3 separate regions of the Mus musculus genome follow, and regions 1 and 2 are each linked to region 3. A link is a contact called in public HiChIP or PLAC-seq and promoter capture Hi-C data. All regions are on one chromosome and are shown on one strand. Each heading gives the region's core, a stretch centred on a gene start, on an enhancer-like site or on the middle of the called end of the contact. The rest is flanking DNA. Distances are from core to core; before and after follow the strand shown. Region 1 overlaps Pigb (phosphatidylinositol glycan anchor biosynthesis, class B). Region 2 holds the start of Rsl24d1 (ribosomal L24 domain containing 1). Region 3 has its middle 17 kb from the start of Gm27204.

The links. Promoter capture Hi-C pulls out the DNA fragments that hold promoters and counts their contacts. HiChIP or PLAC-seq counts read pairs in DNA pulled down with a chosen protein or histone mark.
Region 1: a contact with region 3 is called in an H3K4me3 HiChIP or PLAC-seq map of neural tube, with 5 times the contacts expected there. The contact joins two enhancer-like sites. A contact is called at or near these places in 3 of 39 promoter capture datasets (the C10 cell line, the HPC-7 cell line and cranial neural crest), 4 of 484 Hi-C or Micro-C datasets (cortical neurons, liver and pancreatic cancer cells), 4 of 115 datasets of contacts at active chromatin or transcription factors (embryonic midbrain, embryonic stem cells, forebrain and 1 more) and 3 of 9 other capture datasets (adipose tissue, liver and pancreatic islet).
Region 2: a contact with region 3 is called in a promoter capture Hi-C map of hippocampal neurons, with 3 times the contacts expected there. The contact joins the promoter of Rsl24d1 here to the enhancer-like site in region 3. A contact is called at or near these places in 3 of 39 promoter capture datasets (the C10 cell line, cranial neural crest and hippocampal neurons), 4 of 115 datasets of contacts at active chromatin or transcription factors (embryonic midbrain, forebrain, neural tube and 1 more) and 1 of 9 other capture datasets (adipose tissue).

What each region holds. Positions count from the first base shown.
Region 1 is chr9:73,019,428-73,023,542 of GRCm38.p6, reverse strand. It overlaps Pigb (phosphatidylinositol glycan anchor biosynthesis, class B), which reads left to right. Exons shown (of 12, transcript NM_018889.3): 7 at 263-314; 8 at 1,057-1,268; 9 at 2,193-2,257. Among named protein-coding and RNA genes, the nearest start is that of Pigb, 18 kb to the left of the region's middle. Within about 2 kb of position 2,687, at least 13 of the 459 cell types and tissues checked have an H3K27ac peak or open chromatin away from gene starts, as enhancers often do.
Region 2 is chr9:73,111,849-73,116,034 of GRCm38.p6, reverse strand. It overlaps Rsl24d1 (ribosomal L24 domain containing 1), which reads right to left and starts at 2,566. Exons shown (of 6, transcript NM_198609.2): 1 at 2,452-2,566; 2 at 1,034-1,147. The coding sequence starts at 2,532.
Region 3 is chr9:72,760,723-72,764,843 of GRCm38.p6, reverse strand. No RefSeq gene overlaps it. Among named protein-coding and RNA genes, the nearest start is that of Gm27204, 17 kb to the left of the region's middle. Within about 2 kb of position 1,588, at least 59 of the 459 cell types and tissues checked have an H3K27ac peak or open chromatin away from gene starts, as enhancers often do. A contact at or near this core is called in forebrain and hippocampal neurons, where this site is marked.

The DNA of each region.
Region 1 (4,115 bases), core at 1,438-3,937, 260 kb before region 3:
CACTACAGTTACGACTTTTTAAACCCTGAGGATTTCAAAATAATACGTATCTATATTTTTATGTTGATGGGTTAATTATCTGAGGATAGATACAATAGTGGGTTTTTTAAATGTTTGCTTAAGTGCATCTTCTCATCTTTCACCATGTACGACCCCACAGCTGGCAAGCTTGTAAAGCGTTTTAGAGTCGTGCTGGGACAAAGACAGTGGCCTAGACTTCAGCAGGCTCCCATGTGAGTCACCACTCTACTTTGTTTTTCAGATTTATAACCTTCAGTTTGTCTCTGATAATTGACCGTATCTTTTTTGGCCAAGTAAGTAAAAATTAGAGTAAGCTCAATTAGGCTATCTGTTCTAACCACTTACTGCTCTGAACCCTCAAGCTGGGCTTTCAGCACTTTGTATCTGATCCAGCTGTGGTGGCGAGTGCTTGGTGTAGTGGCTCACACCTGGAATCCACACCGAGGCTCCCTAACTGCTAGAGTCTCAGCATCACGTAGGAGCTGCTCATAACTGCGGGCAATTCCAGGGAATCTGATCCCTTCTCGAAGAGCAATTAGGCATGAGGGCACGTGTTCAAGTGCACACACATACAATTAAAAGAAAAATCAATTTTAAAAAATTCTTTTCTAATTGGATATAAAACAAAAGTATGTGTGAATGATTATTCATAATTTGAGATTTAAACCTTAAAAAACTTAGCATTTTACAAATTAACACTATCAAGTACTTACAAAAACAAGTTATTAACTGGGGCAGTGGTGGCCCACGCCTTTAATCCCAGCACTTGGGAGGCAGAGGCATGTGGATCTCTGAGTTCAAGGCCAACCTCATGTACAGGACAGACCAACACCCTGTCTCCAAGAAAAAAGAAAGAGGGGGTGAGAGAAAAAAAGACAGTTATTAACCAGAACTCATGTCATTACGCAGACTTAGACTGCTGCCTGAGTTTTTAGATTAAATTCTTACTTAATGTTATGATTCTGTCAAATACTATAAAGTCCTAGATCAGTTTTTGACACTAACCCATTTTTCTTTCTCTTTCACTTGTGCCAGTGGACGCTGGTCCAATTAAATTTCTTGAAATTTAACGTGCTGCAGAACCTAGGGACGTTTTATGGCTCCCATCCATGGCACTGGTACCTCAGTCAAGGGTTCCCAGTTGTCCTGGGGACCCACTTACCTTTCTTCATTCACGGTTGCTTCCTAGCCCCAAGGAGGCTCCACATACTGCTGCTGACCGTGCTGTGGACACTGCTGGTATACAGGTAAGACTTTGTTCAGGCAGGTGAATGTTTAAATGTTACTAAGAGATTCTGAAACTATTGGGAAGTTGTTTCTTAGAATACAGCAGTAGAGATTATGTCAGGTGAACAAATGTGCTACTCAGGGGACTTAGACCTACTGCTACATCTGTCTAGTTGTGAGATTAAAATGTGGAACTGGTGGGATGGCTCAGCAGGTAGAGGCACCTACCACCACCCACCACCATGTCTGTGGCCCTGAGCAGTGTCACCACGATCCACACAGGAGGAGACGACTACTGATGGCCACAAGTTCTGGTCCTCTGACCTCCACGTGTGCACTGTGGTGTGAGCACCTCACCTGCCACACACACACACACACACACACACAAACATTTTAAAACATTTTAAAGGAATATATTCTTATTCTAAATTTGAGTAATATTACTTAGTTGAATACATAAATTTTTTTCTAAGTGTAATTGTACTTTATAATTTCACTCTGACATTATTTATTTATTTATTTATTTATTTATTTATTGGTTTTTCGAGACAGGGTTTCTCTGTATAGCCCTGGCTGTCCTGGAACTCACTTTGTAGACCAGGCTGACCTCGAACTCAGAAATCCACCTGCCTCTGTCTCCCGAGTGCTGGGATTAAAGGCGTGCGCCACCACACCCGGCTTCACTCTGACATTATTAGCACATCACCACACTCTATTTAAAAAGGAGTACAATTCCCAAGTCGGACTCATGGTATAACACCTGTAATGCCAGCAACATGGGCTTAAACACAAGTGTCTAGAGTTGGCTGGTAAAAAAGTTATCAGGAAAATAAAAGGAATTCAGTGTCAAATGCTTGACAAATAAACAGATCATATAGTTTAAATGCATTAATTTCTCAGACTAATATAAAATTAATGTTTTGTCTTAATATCTTTTATTACAGCATGTTGGGCCACAAAGAATTCAGGTTTATCTATCCAGTTTTACCATTCTGCATGGTGTTCTGTGGTAAGTATTTTTAATACAGAATACGTTTTAGAAAGAGTAGCTAAAAGAAGCCAGACTTGACAGCACTGCTGTAATCCCTGCCCCGGAGAGGAAAAGGCAGGAGGATCAACCACAAGTCAAGGGCAGCCTGGGCTTTGATAGCTAGATCCTGTCTCAAAACAGCAATAAAAGATTAAGAGACTGTCAATGCCCACGGAGCTATTTATTTCCAACTAGGCTCAATGAAAACTTTCCTAATTACAAACTATTACCATAGTGTTTCCTTTTTTGTAATCTAATGCTCTGTGGGTGTCTGTTGTCTGGTTATAGAGGCAGAGCTGACCTAGAGCAATCTATGCGGTCAGACCTGAACTCAAGGGCCATCGTCTTGCCTCAACCTTCCAAGTGCTGGCATTACAGATGTGAGCCACTCTGCCTAGCTCCTAAGTGGCCTTTTTCTGTATTACGTAAGATACAAGAATGATCACCAGACAGTCCACTCTTTTGCCAGGGGTAGGAGGTAAGACTGGCTGGCTGGCTGAAACACCCATGCAGGATTCTTACCATGTCATCAGGCTGGCCTTGAACTCCAGATTATCCTCTAAGCCCATCCCCAGCAGTGATAGGACAGCAGGCTTGCTGCACCGTGCAGCTTTCCATAGAACTGTTGAGGCTTTCCAAAACTCACCTCTAAGCCTTATTCTGTTCTTGTGACCTATTTTAACCTGTTTCATGTAAGTGTCACTGCCAGCCACATCTTAACCCTGCTCACTCACACTGACTGGACAGAGCACTGGAAGGGCTCTAGCTGTGTGGGCCAGACTAGCTGTACCTCAGCTCCGGAGCCTTCTCACTGCCCAGTGGGTTAGGTGGAGCTTCTTACACGGTGCTTTCAGGGTTCCAAGGCAAGAGTGGGAAGGTAGGAGGCCTGGGCCTCAAATCTGCAGTTCCTTCCACCAGTCTTTGGGTCACAGCAAATCAAAAGCCAGGTCAGATTCAAGAGGTGGTTAAAAAGCAAGGTTTTGTAGTCAGTCTCTAAGATTCCAGCCAGAACCCCTCAGTCCTCTAAGGCTAAGTCTGGATAACAGCATCCGGGTTCCTCACAGTGAATGCTGCATCTTGGTGTCTTATCTAATAGCCCGAGCAGAAACGCTGAGGTGCGCTGATGTACTGCCAACAAGAATCAGGTGGCATTGGCTTGCTCCCAGCCAGTAGAGCCCTTTGCTTCCCACTGAAGAGCATTTGTTCTGAGTTCCAACGTGTCTATCAACATTACTTATGCACCGCCTCAAGACGGATTCTGTGTTCTAAAGCCAACGGGCCAGGGAAAGTGGTACCTGTCTGCACGCCAGCACTCTAACAGCCGAGGCCAGAGAACTGCTGGTTAAGGACAGCCTGGGTTACATGCATGGCAAGAGCCTGTCTCAAGGGGGAAAAAAAATTGAAAACTCCAAAACAGCAGGTGTGGTGTAATCCTTGTAATCCTTGCACTTGGGAGGTAGAGACTGAAGAAACCAAAGTTCTAGAGCAGTCTAGTGAGACCTGGGAGGCATGAACTCTAGGCTCCAACTCAGGCCTGTGTGGCAAGACCTTTACCCCTGCCACCCCTCCCAGTCCTCTGCCCTGGAAGCAGCTGCTCAACCAGAAGATCTTGCTGTAAGTTGCCCAGGCTAGCCTTAAACTTGCGCCCCTCTTGCCTCCAACTCCCTACTAACTGGGGTCACTGAGATCACACACTACATAGTCTCCAGTTAATTTTGATGTCTGATGTTCACAATTCCACTATAAGGTCTTTCTTGGGGGATTTAGTATTTAGGTTGTGGTCAGTGAAAAATACGGCTTTGTTTCCTTACGAGAGCTGCAACCTAAACTTCCTGGT
Region 2 (4,186 bases), core at 1,317-3,816, 350 kb before region 3:
TTTCCGTCTAAGAGCCTGTTAGAGGGAAGAGTTGTGAGCCCACACACCTGCAGGGATAACCCGTGTGGTGCAGGGGGCCCTCCACAAGCAGGTATTTTGATAGTTAAAAAGCTGCAGGCGTGCCTTTGCTTCAAATGTAGCTGACAGAAGATACAGAATATCAACTCTATGCTAGCTATTTCATTTACAAGTGTGAGATTCTCCTCGCTCACAGTATCCTAGGCAGTAAGGCAGCTGGGGTAGGGGAGGAGCAGGATTGGCACCCTCCATCTTGGGCATTAAAGAGATCCTGCTGCCTCACCGTCCCTGAAGACTATTTCTGAAAAGTAACTGATTTGGCTTCCCATCCTACATGGCCAGCAGCTGTGTTCACTAGACAGCCCTGGGATTAGGAACCTGGGTCTGGCTTATAGGTTATACCTCTAAGTGACAGGAAGGAGGCAGGTCACAGGTTTTGGGGGAAGGGACAGCCACAGAGGGGCACAACTTAAAACTTCTACCTCCAGCAAAGAACACCTGCGGCTTCTGTCACCTCCCTCTTCAGACACCAAGTACCCTTACCTCAGCCCTTGGCTTGCCCTAATACCAACACTTCTAGCTTTTGTTCTCCGACAGAGTCCTACCAAGGACACGCAGAAACCAGTACGTGTCTGTTACAAACCACACCTGAGCCCCAGTGCTACTCAGGGGCTCTTCAGCTCATCTCCCAACCTCCACCCAGCCCTGAAAGTCCAAGTTCCCACTTCATCCAACCCATTTACATGATTTTTCTTCTTCTTTGCCAAAGCCAAAAACAGTTTTGGGGAGAAGAGAGAGACACAGACAGGGACAGAGAAAGAGAGACAGAGAAGAAACAAAAGAAAAGAAAAAAGAACAAAAAATAAACAAACCAACTTTTACATACTAGGGTAGCAGTTTTTCACTTTTTAGAAGTCTACAGAACAATGGACTTTAGGATCGTGTGAGTATGAGAAATAAAGAAGCAGGCACACTGCGGGGCCCATGCTCAGGCCAGGCCACCACCCGCACTCACCACCGTGAGCTCCTTGCCAGCTGCTTTCCGGAAGGCTTTAGTCCACCTGACCTTGCGTGGGTTTCTCTTCTTCTTAAAGTTTTTATGACACTTGGATTTGCAGAATCGGAACACCTACAGGACACTCAAGTTAAAATACCGAGGAGCTGAAGAGTCAACAATAAAAATGTTTCTACATGCCCCCCCCGGCCCCCCCCAGCCAACCAAAAAGAAAAAGCAAACAAACAAAAAACTACTGTAAAGCAAAAAAAAAAAAGACACTCACATAAGAACTAAGGACAACACCTAGAATCACATGCGACATCAGAACAGAAGGACACTCAAGTGTTTGATGGGTGTCCGACATCATCTCTACCAGGCTAAGCACCCGGAAACCATCACTAATCACTTTAGAGAATAATACCTTACACTGGCCTTAAGTGAAGGAATAGTCTAAGAAAAAGCTCCTTAAAGACCTTCTCAGCCGGGCGTGGTGGCGCACGCCTTTAATCCCCAGCACTTGGGAGGCAGAGGCAGGCGGATTTCTGAGTTCGAGGCCAGCCTGGTCTACAAAGTGAGTCCCAGGACAGCCAGGGCTATGCAGAGAAACCCTGTCTCGGAAAAAAAAAACAAAAAAAAACAAAAAAACAAAACAAACAAACAAACAAAAAACAACAACAACAACAAAACGCTATCTGGAGCCTGGCAGTGGTGGCGCACGCCTTTAATCCCAGCTCTTGGGAGAGACAAGAGGCAGGCGGATTTCTGAGCCTGGTCTACAGAGTGAGTTCCAGGACAGCCAGAGCTATACAGAAAAACCAAACCCTGTCTCGAAAAACCAAAAATAATTAATAATGCAATTTCTGTGTGTCACTGGAAGCAACATAAAAAGTAAGCCTTTGAGGTTACTGGGCGCTAGCAAAGAAAGCTGAGTATGGTAACTAAAATGTGTGACCCGCTCAGAAACAGAAACCTAAACTAAGAAAGCCTGTGCATGCGGCACAAATCATAATGCTTTTGCTTACATACTTCATTCCGTGAGAACCTTCAAGAAGTGGGATAGTGAAGGCTGCCGAAGTAGCCAGTTAATCCCCCCCAAAGAACCCCCATGCTGTCTTTCTCCTAGCTCATCTCCAGCAACAATGCAAAAGTCTATAAGGCTCAGGCACCATGTCCATTAACCGCTACAGACAACCCCACCTCCCACTGTACGAGAGCATGAGCCTCCTTAAGCATTAATTCGACCGACTTCCTGACCCTGCGGCAAGCCGGGTGGCCTGCGGATGAGATGAGCGTCTGACAGCAACGAGGAGACCTCGCCGGCAGTGAACCGACGCCGGGTCCAGCCCAGGCCACTCCACGGCGTTCAGAACCCGGCGCGAGCAGAGCGCGCTCCAGTCCCCGAGCCGTCCGGAGCGTGCGGGCCACGGCCGCCTCACCTTGCAATCGTTGCGGACGAACATCATGCCGTGCCCCGGGTAGATCGGCCCGGAGCAGAAATAACACTTTTCGATCCTCATGTTGACCCCGCGTGGGACCCACCTTCGGGACGCGGAGCTGGAGAGGAAGTGGTACGTCACTTCCTAGTCGCCGGAAGCGAGTCCCTGACCCGACCCGGAAATGGTATCTTAGAATATGAATGAGCTGAAGGTAAAGGCACCACCTGACCCGCGTGTGCGCAGCAGCAGCAGCAGCAGCAGCAGCAGCAGCAGCAGCAGCAGCAGCAGCAGCGTCCCGCGCAGACGCAGAGGCTATAGACTGCATCTGGGAGTTTGACTTTTTGGTTCTGTGAGATCTACCGTACGGGCGCTTTGGAATTTTTCCCGGTATACTCATTCCATAGCGCTATTGCGGTGCTTGTGCTTTGCCACGGGCACGCTCCCCCACACCGGATTGTACCAAAGTCTGCTTTACTCCAGGCTTGTCTTCCCCAAAGGACTTGGCAGGAGTACACAACTAAAACCTTCCACCCGGGGCTGGTGAGATGGCTCAGTGGGTAAGAGCACCCAACTGCTCTTCTGAAGGTCTGAAGTTCAAATCCCAGCAACACATGGTGGCTCACAACCATCCCTAAAGAGATCTGACTCCCTCTTCTGGAGTGAATGAAGACAACTACAGTGTACTTACATATAATAAAACAAAATAAAATTAAAAAAAAAAAAAAAAACTTCCACCCTGGTCTTAGGAGAGCAACCTACTCAAAGTCAGGACAGCTTGGACGAGTTGGTTCTTTCCTCTCACCATGTGGGTCCAAGGGATGCTTAACTGATTTTGTATTTTGGCAGAGGGTCTCGTTTTGTGTAATCTGGAACTGGCTATGTAAACCAAGCTGGACTCGATCTAATAAGAGATCTCCCTACCTCTGCCTCCTTAGTACTGGGATTAAAGGGGTGTGCTACCAGGTGCTGGAGAGATGGCTCTAGGGTTAAGAGCACTGGTTGTTCTTCCAGAGGACCCAGATTTGATTCCCAGAACTCACATGACAGTTCACAACCATCTGTAACTCCAGTTCCAAGGGATCTGATGCCCTCTTCTGGCCTCCACAGGCACCGGGCATACATACACACAGTACACTGACATATATGTAACCAAACTTCCTACACATATAAAATAAATTTTAAAGGAGAGGGGCTGAAGTGATGAGCACTGCTCTTCCAGAGGACCTGGGTCCAGAGGACTTATAGGCAAAATACCAATGCACGTGAAAATAAAAATAAAATATTTTAAAGGGGAGGGGTGGGAGCTGGAGAGATGGCTCAGCGGTTAAGAGCACTGATTGCTCTTCCAAAGATCTGAGTTCAAGTCCCAGCAACCACATGGTGGCTCACAACCATCCCTAATGAGATCTGACACTCTCTTCTGGTGTGTCTGAAGACAGCTACAGTGTACTTACATATAATAATAATAAATAAATCTTTTTTTAAAAAAGGAGTGTACTACCATGCCTTGCTATTTTTTAAATCGTATTATTTTATGTGTTTTACTTGTTTAGTATGTGCACATTGTGTGTGCTGTGCCAGCCAATGTCAGAAGAGGGCATAGGATCCCGGGAACTGGAGATAGAGATAGGTGCGAGTCTCCATGTGGACCCTGGGACTGAACCCAAGTCCTCTGGAAGAGCAGCCAGTGCTCTTAGCCTCTGAGTCATCTCTCCAGTGCCTCGTTCTGTTTTTG
Region 3 (4,121 bases), core at 339-2,838:
CATGCTAATCTTTTCCTTCCTGGAAATTTCATAATGGCTACAGATTACTATTTGGCAGAATCTTTCCGGCTGGGTTGAAGAATCCTTTACACGTCTTTTCTTTCCCATCTCCCCCTCCTTTCCTCAGGCCTCTCAGTGCATCCAAGGCCTTACCTCAGGGCTTCTCTAAGCTCTGGGTGGTCATCTGTGGTGGTCATGCTTGCCCTGCACTGTGACAGCCCTGAGAAGAAACCAGGAGGATTTTCTTTTATGTTCAGGTGCGTTTGTGCGGAGTGAGGTAGCACGTGGAGCTCAAGTCAGCCTCAGCTGCTGTTCCTCGGGTGACAGCCACCGCTAGAGATTAGGCTTCTGGGACACTGTGTGGTCCGTGACCCCCAGGATCTGATCATCTCTTCCTCCTCCAGCGCTGGTTTACAAGCGAGGGTTATCTCGGTTGTTTTTTTTTAATGTGGGTTCTGAGGGTTGAACTCCGGTCCTTGTACTCACAAAGCTCTGAGCTTTCTCCTCAGACCCCAGCCAAGGAAGAGTTTTGAATGCTGAAGAGGATGCTGTACACATCTAGATCAATGTCGAGGTTATGACAGCCCCTCTTTCCATATCGAGATTGTTTTTAGGACCAGGATTAACATGTTATTTACTACAATCTAGAGCTAGGTTATGTGAGACACTGTTTTCTCTAATCACTTTCATGTGGCTAGGGTATATACTTTATTTATTTATTTATTTTTGGTTCTTTCAAGACAGGGTTTCTCTGCGTAGCCCTGGCTGTCCTAGAACTTACTCTGTAGATCAGGCTGGCCTCGAACTCAGAAATCTGCCTGCCTCTGCCTCCCAAGTGCTGGGATTAAAGGCATGCGCCACCACGCCCGGTAAATTTATTTATTTTTATTTATATAAGTGCACTGTAGCTGTCTTCAGACACACACCAGAAGAGGGCATCAGATCTCATTACAGATGGTTGTGAGCCACCATGTGGTTGCTGGGAATTGAACTCAGGACCTCTGGAAGAGCAATTAGTGCTCTTAACCACTGAGCCATGTCTCCAGCCCTGGGTATACATTTATTTATGCAAACACTTAATTTATCACAAGAGGGAATGCATAAAAATTTTGAGCATATATTTTGTTTTCTCACAAGAAGCATTTGTCTCCCCTTCAGGAAGACACTCTGCAGTGAAGTCATTAACAGCTGCCTGTCCACCTATGTGTTCAGACCAAACTAATCCTGACTTTTCTTCTCAGCCTGTAAAGAACAACAGACATGTTGGGGCTCAGACTCTGAGTCTAGGCTAGTGTGCCCTGATGCTGTGTCCCCAGAGTCCTTCCTGGTAGGCAGTCAGAACAGAACAGCACGGGCAAGTGCTTTGCTGTATCTGCCACAGGGGAGTAATCATAAGAGAGAAAAGACAAAAATGTTTTAATTGCCTTGTAACTCTCCTTAGCTGTGAAACTGAAGTGGCCTTTACAGCTGCCCCCCCAGGGAGACTAAACACCAGCCAGGCCTATTTTGAATGGAGAGCCATAAAGTGCCATTGGTTAACAAGAGGAAAATCTGTAATCAGGGCTATTTATAGCTCCGGCCCCACAGGCACAAGGCCCAGAGCTCCTTACTGCACGGCTGTCAGCAGCTGCCATTGCCTGCAGTTGAGGGCCCAGCCTCCAGCAGAAGCTTGGATTGGAGGAAGCCTAGGTCTGTGGAATTCCAGTCAAACACACAGGTGTGTTTAGGAGGGTAGGGGTTGGGGAGTGGGCAGAGTCAGAAGCCAGAGGCTCCCCCAAGCTAGGCTATGAAGAGGATGGCTGACTGGCAGCGAATCCGCCATTACTTGTATTTCTCTTACCCACAAGTGCTTGGAATCTAGGATCTATACCACTGGAAAGATTTAAACATTTAAACATTAAAATTTTTTGTAGCTTTCTTCTGCCCAAATTAAGCATCTGTAGATTTCATAGTGCCCGGGACAGCTGTGATTGGTGGATCTACACACCTCGCTCTCCTCCACCCCTCGCTGCTTACCTACCCCTCTCCCTTCCTTCTTTCCTTGTGCTGTTTTGAGACAGGGTCTCACCATGGAGGCCTGGCTGGCTTGGGACTCACTGTGTAGATCAGGCTGGCCCCACACATGTGGTGATCCTCCTGCCTCTGGATGCTGGGGTCACACGTGTGCACTGCCTTACCTGGCTCTCCCTAGAGAGGCAGATTGAAACCTAAGCGGCACCCACAGGCCAGCTAGAGAGAGTGAGCAAGCGAGTGAAACAAACAGAGAAACTCATCCCAGGAGGAAGCAAAACGAGATCAGGGAACAGAAGACTTAGACCAGAGTCTGCAAACAGTGTCTTCAGTTGGCATCTTGTCCATAAAACAAGACAGGATGCTATATCATGGGGCTGGGAAGATGGCTTGCCAGTTAAAGGAGATTGTCACCGACTCTGACAAGCCAGGTTTATTCCTTGGAATCCACAGAATGGAAAGAGAAAAGTTGTCGTCTGAGCTTCACAGGCGTGCATGCGCATGCACACACGCGCATGCATGCACGCACGCACACGCATGCACACACACATCTTTTGAGAACATGAAAATAATAAATAGAAAAAGCTGGACATTAAAACAATTGCTGAGGCCGGGCGTGGTGGAGCACACCTTTAATCCCAGCACTTGGAAGGCAGAGGCAGGCGGATTTCTGAGTTCGAGGCCAGCCTGGTCTACAAAGTGAGTTCCAGGACAGCCAGGGCTATACAGAGAAACCCTGTCTCGAAAAACCAAAACAAAAAACAAAACAAGCAAACAAAACCAAAACAATAATTGCTGAAAGAAAACTTCAATCAAAGAGAAAGAAAATCTCCCAGATGGTAAAATTTTAAAAAACAAAAATCCCATAAGTGAGGCTTGGTGCCACACGCCTTCAATCCCAACCTTCAAAGGGTGAGGCAGAGGCAGGCAGATCTTTGCAAGTTGAGACCAGCCTGGTCTATATAACAAGTTCTTGGAGAGCCAGGAGTAGAGGCTCTGTCTCAAAAAAAACTAAAGTTCAATAAAGAAATAAATACCACATAAAAATGAAGAGATCGAGAACTAATTGAAAAGGTCAAAGTGTTCCAGAAAGAACCATGAACAGGCAAGAGAGAAAACGATGAAAGGAAAAAAATTCTAATGTTGAACAGCATACGCCAATGAGCAACGTCATAGGTAACAAAACCTACTTGGGCTACGCACATGGTTTACTTGCCTGGCTTGTGAGAGGTTCCGGGTTCAATCCCTAGCAATTCATACTTACACACAGAATGCCTTGCACACTTAGAAAATGGACTAGGTATAGTGACACACGCCTTTAATTCCAGAGCTCAGGAGGCAGAGGCAGGCAGATTTCTGAGTTTGAAGCCTGTCTGGTCTACAGAGCGAGTTCCACAATAGCCAGAGCTACACAGAGAAACCCTGTCTTTAAAGAGTAGATTCACACATACATATACCAGGGACCCTCACTATACTGAAAATGAAAGTCCCAAGGGAGTGACGGAGAATGAAGCTGCACATCTGCACATCTAAACAGATGCGCTTCAGAATGACGGAGGCAACCATTACCGATAGAGCACAGACAGACAAATGCCACCGACTTCTAAGGGTAAATGGTTGTCAACTAGAAATCTGTAGCCAACACAGTTATCGCCTAAACATGAGGACAAAACCTTTTAGGAGTTAAACTATAAGCAATCTGTGTTGTAAGAATTTACCCTAAGATGTGTTCTAGGAAAACAAGGATGTGGGTTAGAGCGATGGCTCAGTGGTTAAGAGTGGTAAGTTGATCTTCCAGAGGTCCTGAGTGCAGTTCCCAGCAATCAGATGGTGGCTTACAATCATCTATAATGGGATCTGATGCCTTCTCCTGTCATGCAAGTGTATATCCATACAGAGTGCTCATATACATAAATAGATCTTTAAAGAAAAACAAGGAAGCAAATTGCAAAATGACCCATGACTGGGTCCAGTGTAGAAGAGTCTCCGGATCCCAAAGTGAGCATCAGTCAGAACAGAAGGAACTCCCAGGACACAGTCACTTCACAGTTACAGAGAGATTAAAATAAGTCAAGAGCTGGTGAGATGGCTCAGTGGGTAAGAGCACCCGA